2 separate regions of the Oryzias latipes genome follow, and region 2 is linked to region 1. The links are chromatin contacts, called in public Hi-C maps. All regions are on one chromosome and are shown on one strand. Each heading gives the region's core, a stretch centred on a gene start, on an enhancer-like site or on the middle of the called end of the contact. The rest is flanking DNA. Distances are from core to core; before and after follow the strand shown. Region 1 holds the start of LOC101156850 (SPRY domain-containing SOCS box protein 4). Region 2 holds the start of LOC101166581 (calsyntenin-2).

The links. Hi-C and Micro-C count contacts between places; a contact is called where the count stands out from the background.
Region 2: a Hi-C map of embryo shows a contact between it and region 1, with 2.1 times the contacts expected there. The contact joins the promoter of LOC101166581 here to the promoter of LOC101156850 in region 1. A contact is called at or near these places in 3 of 5 Hi-C or Micro-C datasets (embryo, fibroblasts and gastrula embryo).

Annotation. Positions count from the first base shown.
Region 1 is chr17:21,266,901-21,270,619 of ASM223467v1, reverse strand. LOC101156850 (SPRY domain-containing SOCS box protein 4) reads right to left here and starts at 1,793. Exons shown (of 4, transcript XM_020710979.2): 1 at 1,560-1,793.
Region 2 is chr17:21,494,207-21,497,925 of ASM223467v1, reverse strand. LOC101166581 (calsyntenin-2) reads left to right here and starts at 2,061. Exons shown (of 18, transcript XM_011486645.3): 1 at 2,061-2,276. The coding sequence starts at 2,072. nmnat3 (nicotinamide/nicotinic acid mononucleotide adenylyltransferase 3) reads right to left here and starts at 661. Exons shown (of 5, transcript XM_011486648.3): 1 at 578-661.

The DNA.
Region 1 (3,719 bases), core at 544-3,043:
CCCACCACAGTCCTTGACTGTCTGGGCAGCGTAGAGCCCTTTTATAAGCTCCTCCCACCACAAATTTGGTTCAGTTGTTTCCCCTTGACAAGCATACATCACATATACACATCTGGATGGCTCAGTTGGCTGAGTGCAGGCCAGGCATATGGGAAATTCCCCGATTTCCCATATGCCTGGGAATCGGTTCGATTCCCAGTGTGCACAATGAGCTTCGTGCTATTGCCTAAGTATAGTCACGTGTCAGGAAGAGGATCAAATCAGAAAGCTGATTGGCTAAAGGAAAATGCTGAAAAATGAGCAATGACTCTGTTAACACCACCCTGTTAGAGTTTAAACGGCAGCTTCCAATGAAAAGTCTATGTAAAGGCGTGTTTTAGGTGTCCGGATTGGAAATTCCAACGTTTCTATGACTGTTTGAAAGTTCGACCAATTAGGGACTCTTATATGAATGACATCCTTTTTCATTTACAGAAATGCCAACAGTTTGAAAATTGATCATGGGGGGAAAAATTAATAATTGCCGTATGCGCCTGACCAGAATTATATGACACCAAGTCTTTTACATTTTGGAATAGAGAATGCACGTTTAGCTTATTCTACGCATAACACATCCCCGGTGTGTCCGTAGCTGTAGATTTTTTTTCATTGATGCTCACTTATAACCAAATTTAAAAAAAAAGGATTTTCTGAATTTGTAGGTTTTTTTTGTAATACATAAATCATATAACGAACCTAAAACCAAAAATAGAGGTTTGAACGGAAACGTGGGGAAAGTGAATCGTTGCATCCCTAGTTGCCACACACGAGGAGAACTAGAGGGAAGTCTAAATGAGTGATAAAGCAAAAATGACCCCGACATCATTACAACATCCCCTACTTCTCTTCTTCTCTGTCATTTGGACAGGCCAGCCATCAGCACCCAGAACAACCAGCGCCAAGGCGCTTCACAAGTGTCTTTCCTCACACTCTCATCCTGTCACATTTCAAGATCCCTCTCCTTCCTGCTTCCCAGCATCTCTCCTCTGCTCCCATTTCCTTTCCTCTCTTTTCACACACCGTGTACTCCTCTTGTCCTCCCCTCACTGTTCTTACCATCTGCTCTCCATCCCTCTTGTTCGTGTCACCTTAAACCCATCTTTGCCTGGTAAACAAACCATGGAAGGCATGGGGATAAATAGGTGGACAGATTGAGATTCTTATCATGATTTATTTTTGATTGTGACAGTCAATACATATTCCTTAAGGAAGACACTAACTTAAAAGTGACCAATTTGGGGGTGACATAAATGCTTTTAGTTTGTTTGTTTTGCAAAAGCAGGAACATTTGTGCAGGTTTGGACAACTTTTTAAAAATATTTAAATACACTCTCTAAAAAACTTTAGCAGAATCATATGTACGGTGGCTCAAACAAAAGGTAGGCCTCTCAAACGAATAACATGTCTTTAATCTGCATGAGGTCTGGTGGCAAAAAGCTCCAAAGACGCTTGGAAGACTTTTGAGGAACATTCTGCTGCAGAGCTCCAATCCCGCGGTGTAAACACAGGAGCACACTTACCCGACAACAGGCGATACTTTCGGGTAGCCTTTGTCTTCCAGCCCAGAAGTGTGGCCCCTTCTTCTTTTGGTTATTTATTTTTTATTTTTTACTGTTGACAACGTTATTCCAGCGATGTGACAAATGTTTCAACACCACAGAAACGATTTCTTTGTTGAGATAAACGGCTACTCGTTACGTCCAAGCAAGCAGAGACTCGATACCAGTCCGCACTCAACAGAGCAAGCGCTGATTGGTTCCTTTCACGCGGACGCAACATTTTTCTGCGACGTGATTGGCTGAAACCTTGATGGTGGATTTGGGTGTCGCTCGGAAACTCTAGTTACTCAGACGCAAGTTCAAGAGGGACACAACCGTCATAACAACAATAGCAATAATAAGTTGTTGTTTTTTTAATTAAATTCAAATAGTTCTATTCAAGAAATATTGTTGTCAATCGATATTTTATTGACAACTTATATATGTTGTGCTTAATAAATTCTTGACAACATGGTAACAATTTTGGCTCCACAGTGGTGTAGTGGTTAGCACTCTTGTGTAGTCGCTTGTTCCCAACTCTTTCTGAGTGGAGTTTACTTGTTCTCCCTGTGTGTAGATAGCTGGGAAGGGCTCCAGCAACCTCTGCAACCCCACAGAGGACAAATCATGAAAATCACAAATGGATGGTGATTTTTGCTGCTTTAGACCTGTTGGATTTTCTTTTTCACTTCTTGACTCCTGATTCTCAATGTAAAGCAGCACCTTGCAGATCCTATTCAGAACTGGCCCGTATGCATGGATCAGTTACATCCTCAGTTGAGTCCATTCTAAAGTGTCACAGGGTCAGTTTCCCCGCTCACATCATTTTCCGCTTGTGTAGCAATTAAATCTTCCTTTGGATCAGTTTTCTTTTTGCTGCACACGCACTGCTTTTTCTTTTCAAGCTATTTGAGTTAAATCTGCTGACCGTAAATCGTCTTTGGAGTTTTTCTCTTCTATTGCTGGTAAAGTGATGTAACTGATACAGTTTCTTTTTCATTCATGACTTGGTTGTGAGATACTGTCTTTGAAAGGCTATATTTTAAAAGCCATTCCATAATAAACAACTCCTAAAAAGAAAATGGTCTGCAGAAAAAGTTAAATTGTATCCTGCTGCCCCCCCCCAAATATTGGTAGCAAATGTGAAGCCCACTTGTTCAGAAGGAACTTCAGTCCTATTGTTCACTGTAAAGTTGTTTACTTCAATGAAGCCAGGGGCTGTTCCCTCATGCATGGGGCATCTCAGTGCTGCTGCCTGTCCCAATTTCTCTAAGTTTTAGTGGTTTGACCTTTGATCCTTACATTGATTTTTGTTAAGATGTGGTCAAACTGAAGGGAGTTTTTGTAGTTTCCTAATTCATAATGGATTTTTTTTTTTAAAAGATGTAAATTTTACACCACAAATATTGCTAGTTATCATCTTCTTAACCGTTTATTCCCTTTTGGGGTCACGGGGTTGCCGGAGCCTAACCCGGCCACTTGGGCGTAGGCAAGGGACACCCTGGACTGGTCGCCAGTCTGTCACAGAGTAGAATATCCTCAATCACACATCTATTCACTCTCACACCTATGGACAATTTAAAGTTGCCAATCAACCTATGTAGCATGTTTCTGGACAGTGGGAGGAAGCCGGAGACCCTGGAGAAAACCCACGCATACACGGGGAGAACATGCAAACTCCACACAGAAAGGTCCCCCATTGATGTTGTGTTTTTCATGTCCCCCAGCCGGGACTTGAACCAGGGGCCTTCTTGCTGTGAGGCAAGAGCGCTAACCACTGCGCCACTATTTTTCATGAGTTAAAAAAATAACCGTTAATGTGCAAGTATTTATAAAAAGCTACATTTGTTTTACTTTAGAAAAAAGGCACCAACAATGATTTGCCTTTTAATTAGAATTTTGCTCTGACTTAAAAGTTTGTCCTTTTTTGCATTCGTAACATTTTTATTTCTTTTCTTGCCAGCTGAACTTAAAAAAGTTCGTTTTTACTGTTCAGTTGTTAACTTTATGTTGGACAAGAACTTGAGTTGGACAAAAGAATCAACGGAGATGACATGTTATCAATTCTAACAGAGGTCTGGCTCCCCCTTGAGGTATGAGTATGGAATTACAATAAATGGGCTATATAAAAGTTTTTTGTGA
Region 2 (3,719 bases), core at 812-3,311, 230 kb before region 1:
GCATACATCAGAAATATTCAGAGAAGATGCAGAAAATCAAACCAATCAGATATTTTTATGTTAAATAGCAGCTGTCTCATTTGAAAAGAATAAACTGTCATCTGGAACAGTCTGAATGCAGCAGCTACAGTCTGAATTTTATTATGATCACGTGACAAGGCTGACAGAGAAACACATAAACATAGATATGCATCTGCGTGTCAGGAAACAAAATTCAAACATTAATACTAAAGGCTTTTGGTATACAGGGGAAGCTAATGTTGTAGTACTAGTACAGTACGTTTTACGGGAGGTAGAAATAATCAAACGAACAGCCAGGAAATTCCTGTAAAAAAAATCTTAAAAAGATAATAGCAATACCCAATTTTAAAAAAATCATATATGTTAAACCTGTAGTGTTAACCTAAACCAGCTGCGTCTGACTAACGGGGTGCTTTAGCGATTAGCTCACAAAACTATATTACAAAATGACAAATTAATCTGACTAAATCAGTGGAATCAACACTTTAAGCTACCATTACTCTGACTCTTCAATCCACTTCAATCAAAATGTAATATGATTTTGTGATTTGATTACCTTCTTGGTGCATTTGGTTAGTGCGTCACATGCATATGCCTCCCCGAGTTCAAGCTTTCCGTCGATGGTTCCGCTGGGAACGTGTTGCTAAAGTGCGACCCCTGGTGGATAGAAATTCAAAATTTGTGCAAAGGGAGCTCTCCATGGTTCTAAATTGAGTCATTTGAGTGAATTTTTAGAACACTAAACAATGTAAATGGGTTATAGAGACCAGAATAAAGGACCACAAATAATGCAGTGACTTTCAAACTGGGGCAGAAATAATGATTAAAAAAATATATTCATCAGTGTGTTTATTTAATCAAGAAACTGCAAACAAAAACGAGACAGAATTTTTTTTAAATTACCTCTACATTTCCAAAGAGGTACATTAATCATTTTAAAGGTTAATAAGTAAGTAAATATAGTTTAGTAAGTAAATATATATTATATAATATTCCATGGTCTAAATGTAACTTTTCCCATTAAAAAAATATGCATGTGTAATTAGAGCAAAAAATTTTGCGTTGTGGATCATGATATTATTATAGTGGCAGTATAAACAATACTAGCAGAAAAAAACCATAAATATTAATTGTTCACATTGACAAGATTTGTGGGTCTTGTGAAACAGATATATATTTTTTGGGAATGACGTAGCACATGTAAGTGCCTGCTGCTCAACTAATGTCTTAGAAAGTACAAAAACAAAAGAAAATTCAAAGTTCTGAAACATTTAAAAAAAGAAAATCAGCTTTCAACGTCATAGCTTCCTGTGTCTCTGCCCTGAGGTTCAGTAAACAACTGTAAATAAATATGACTACCTTTATTGTCAGCTTGTGTGCTTTATGTTAATTAGTCTTCAAAATTATGTGATTTTTCTCTTTGAATAGTAGTAGTAGTCTTTTTTATTTACACACTGTTAACACCAGAAGAGTAAGATAATTAGGTATTTCAATAGCATTTATTTAATATTGAATACAATCATTAAAATGTGCTTGTGTAAAGTACAGTAGCACTATTAATCACGTTAATTAGGGTACAGATCACTGCCACAGCTGTTTTTAGTATTACATTCATTAAAATGAGTTTGCTTCTAAGTAAGGAGAAAACCATTTTGCATTCTTTTTTTTATCAGTATTATTTGGTTGGTATTTTACTCAGTCTTTGGCTCAAACAGGTCATTTGTCCACCCCAGGTAATTTTTCTCTGCATCGTCAAGTCAGCCCAACAGATTCAGACTTTCACCAATGAGAAGGACTTTGCTTGTCAAATTAAAACTCCACAGATGTATCAATCGTCGAACAAAACATATTTCAAGCAGATATAATAAATGCAATATCGTATAGATTGTTTTTATTTCCCCCCTATGCAGACGAGGCCTGTCGTTTTGTCTTTATCGAAACTGGGGAAACATCCTCTCTAATAAGAGTTTTATTTTGAAAAAACAATTCCGGAAAGGAAGTCTAGTTGACGCTGGGTAAACGTCAGCGGGTGTCAGTCTCTCTCTTTTCGATGACTGTCTCAGTGACTGTCTCTCGACCTGCCCACGGTCCCTGGCGTGCGTGGCCAGCTGAGAAGCGTTCGTGCTCCGTGGGAGAGCCAGGATTTGGAGGCGAGCAGGAGACGGAGAGACATCGCAACAACATGAAGACACGCGGGTTCCCGTTTGTGCTTTTCTGGCTGTTCTGGGGCCACTCCTGCGCTCTGGCAGGAAAAGGTAGGAAAAAGAAGATAAGGCCAAAACTATTTTTTTAAGTATATCATTTGCATTTTTATTTTAAACGTTGCAGTTGCAGAAGTTGGATCGAAGAGCAACTAGATTTGTGCAAGAACTTGGCTGATTCTTTCTTTGATGTTATTATTCGGAGATTTTTCTTTCAGTTCTTAAAGATTTAGAGCATTGATAATATGCTTTTTTCTTTGACATTATTCTAATAATGAGGTTAGTTATGATCAAGGAATAAAAACCAAAAAGTATTTAATTAGAGTGATGGTTTGATTTTTTATGCCTGTTCATTGAGTTTATTTATTATCTGATAATTTTAAGTACAAACATGTAGTAAGTCACACTGCTTATGAGAGCTGTAGCAAAAAGAAGATCATTCTTGTTATGTTTGGTATTAGATCAGCTATCAATAATAATCAGTAGAGATTCATTTGGGAATTTAGAGTGTGGATGTCTTAGAAACAACTTAAAAAAAAAAGCATTTCCAGGAAGTTGAAGGATGTAATAATTTTTGCTCTTTATCAGTGGAAAAACTAAAGACCTAGAAAAATAAACATTAACTTCTTGAATGTTTTGTTACATTTGGGATCTCAGACATTTGATCGTAACAAATATCAGGTCTTTTGAAAGGAGAAACTTTCAGTTAAATTGGAAAATGTAACCGAACTGTTGTGATTTTTTTCTGTTATGGGCTTAATGAATGAATAACTTCCTCCCAGCTCTAACATGGTCTTAGATAGCAAACAGTCAAAATGTCTCCCTTCTGATCTTTGAAATCTTTCATTAACAATACATGTGTAAGGCTGAGATACTTCTGTTGAGCGTTCGCGATTGGTTGGTTATCTATCGATTTGTGCATGTATTGAGCAGGTCTCTGGGAGGGCGGCCATGGGCAGAGTGCTGATTTTTAATCACACCCTCACTCTGTGATGCCCCTTTTCGTCTTATTTCTGTCTGTCTTACTCCCTCACTCGCACACGTAAACACACAAACAGGGACTGGTGTTGCCAATGAAGAAGAACTGGGGTTTACAGTGCTATTAATTGGGTCTCTGGAGTGAGAGCGCCAGGCTGGCTGGCTGTCTGCACTCCGGCAAACATTATCATTATTTTTACTGTTTATAGAAATCCAACATGTCGCCAAGAGCAAGAGAGAAAGCTTAATGAAAGGGCTATTTGCTGTTGAGACTTTGGAGTTTCTTTTTTTCCGTTTTTTTTTTTTCGAACTGAGTAAACAGAACTTGGTTTTGCAACAGTGTAGACTTGTGCCATTGTTTTTTTTCTTTAGAATTTTAAATCTTTCCATGTCTTTATTTGTGAAAAATGTATTTTAGGACTACAGAAAGGTAAGCATGGCTAGTGAGGTAAAAAAATGACCTCTTGTGCTTGAAAACAAAGACAAACAGATGACGGATTAACCCCTTCATGCTTTGTT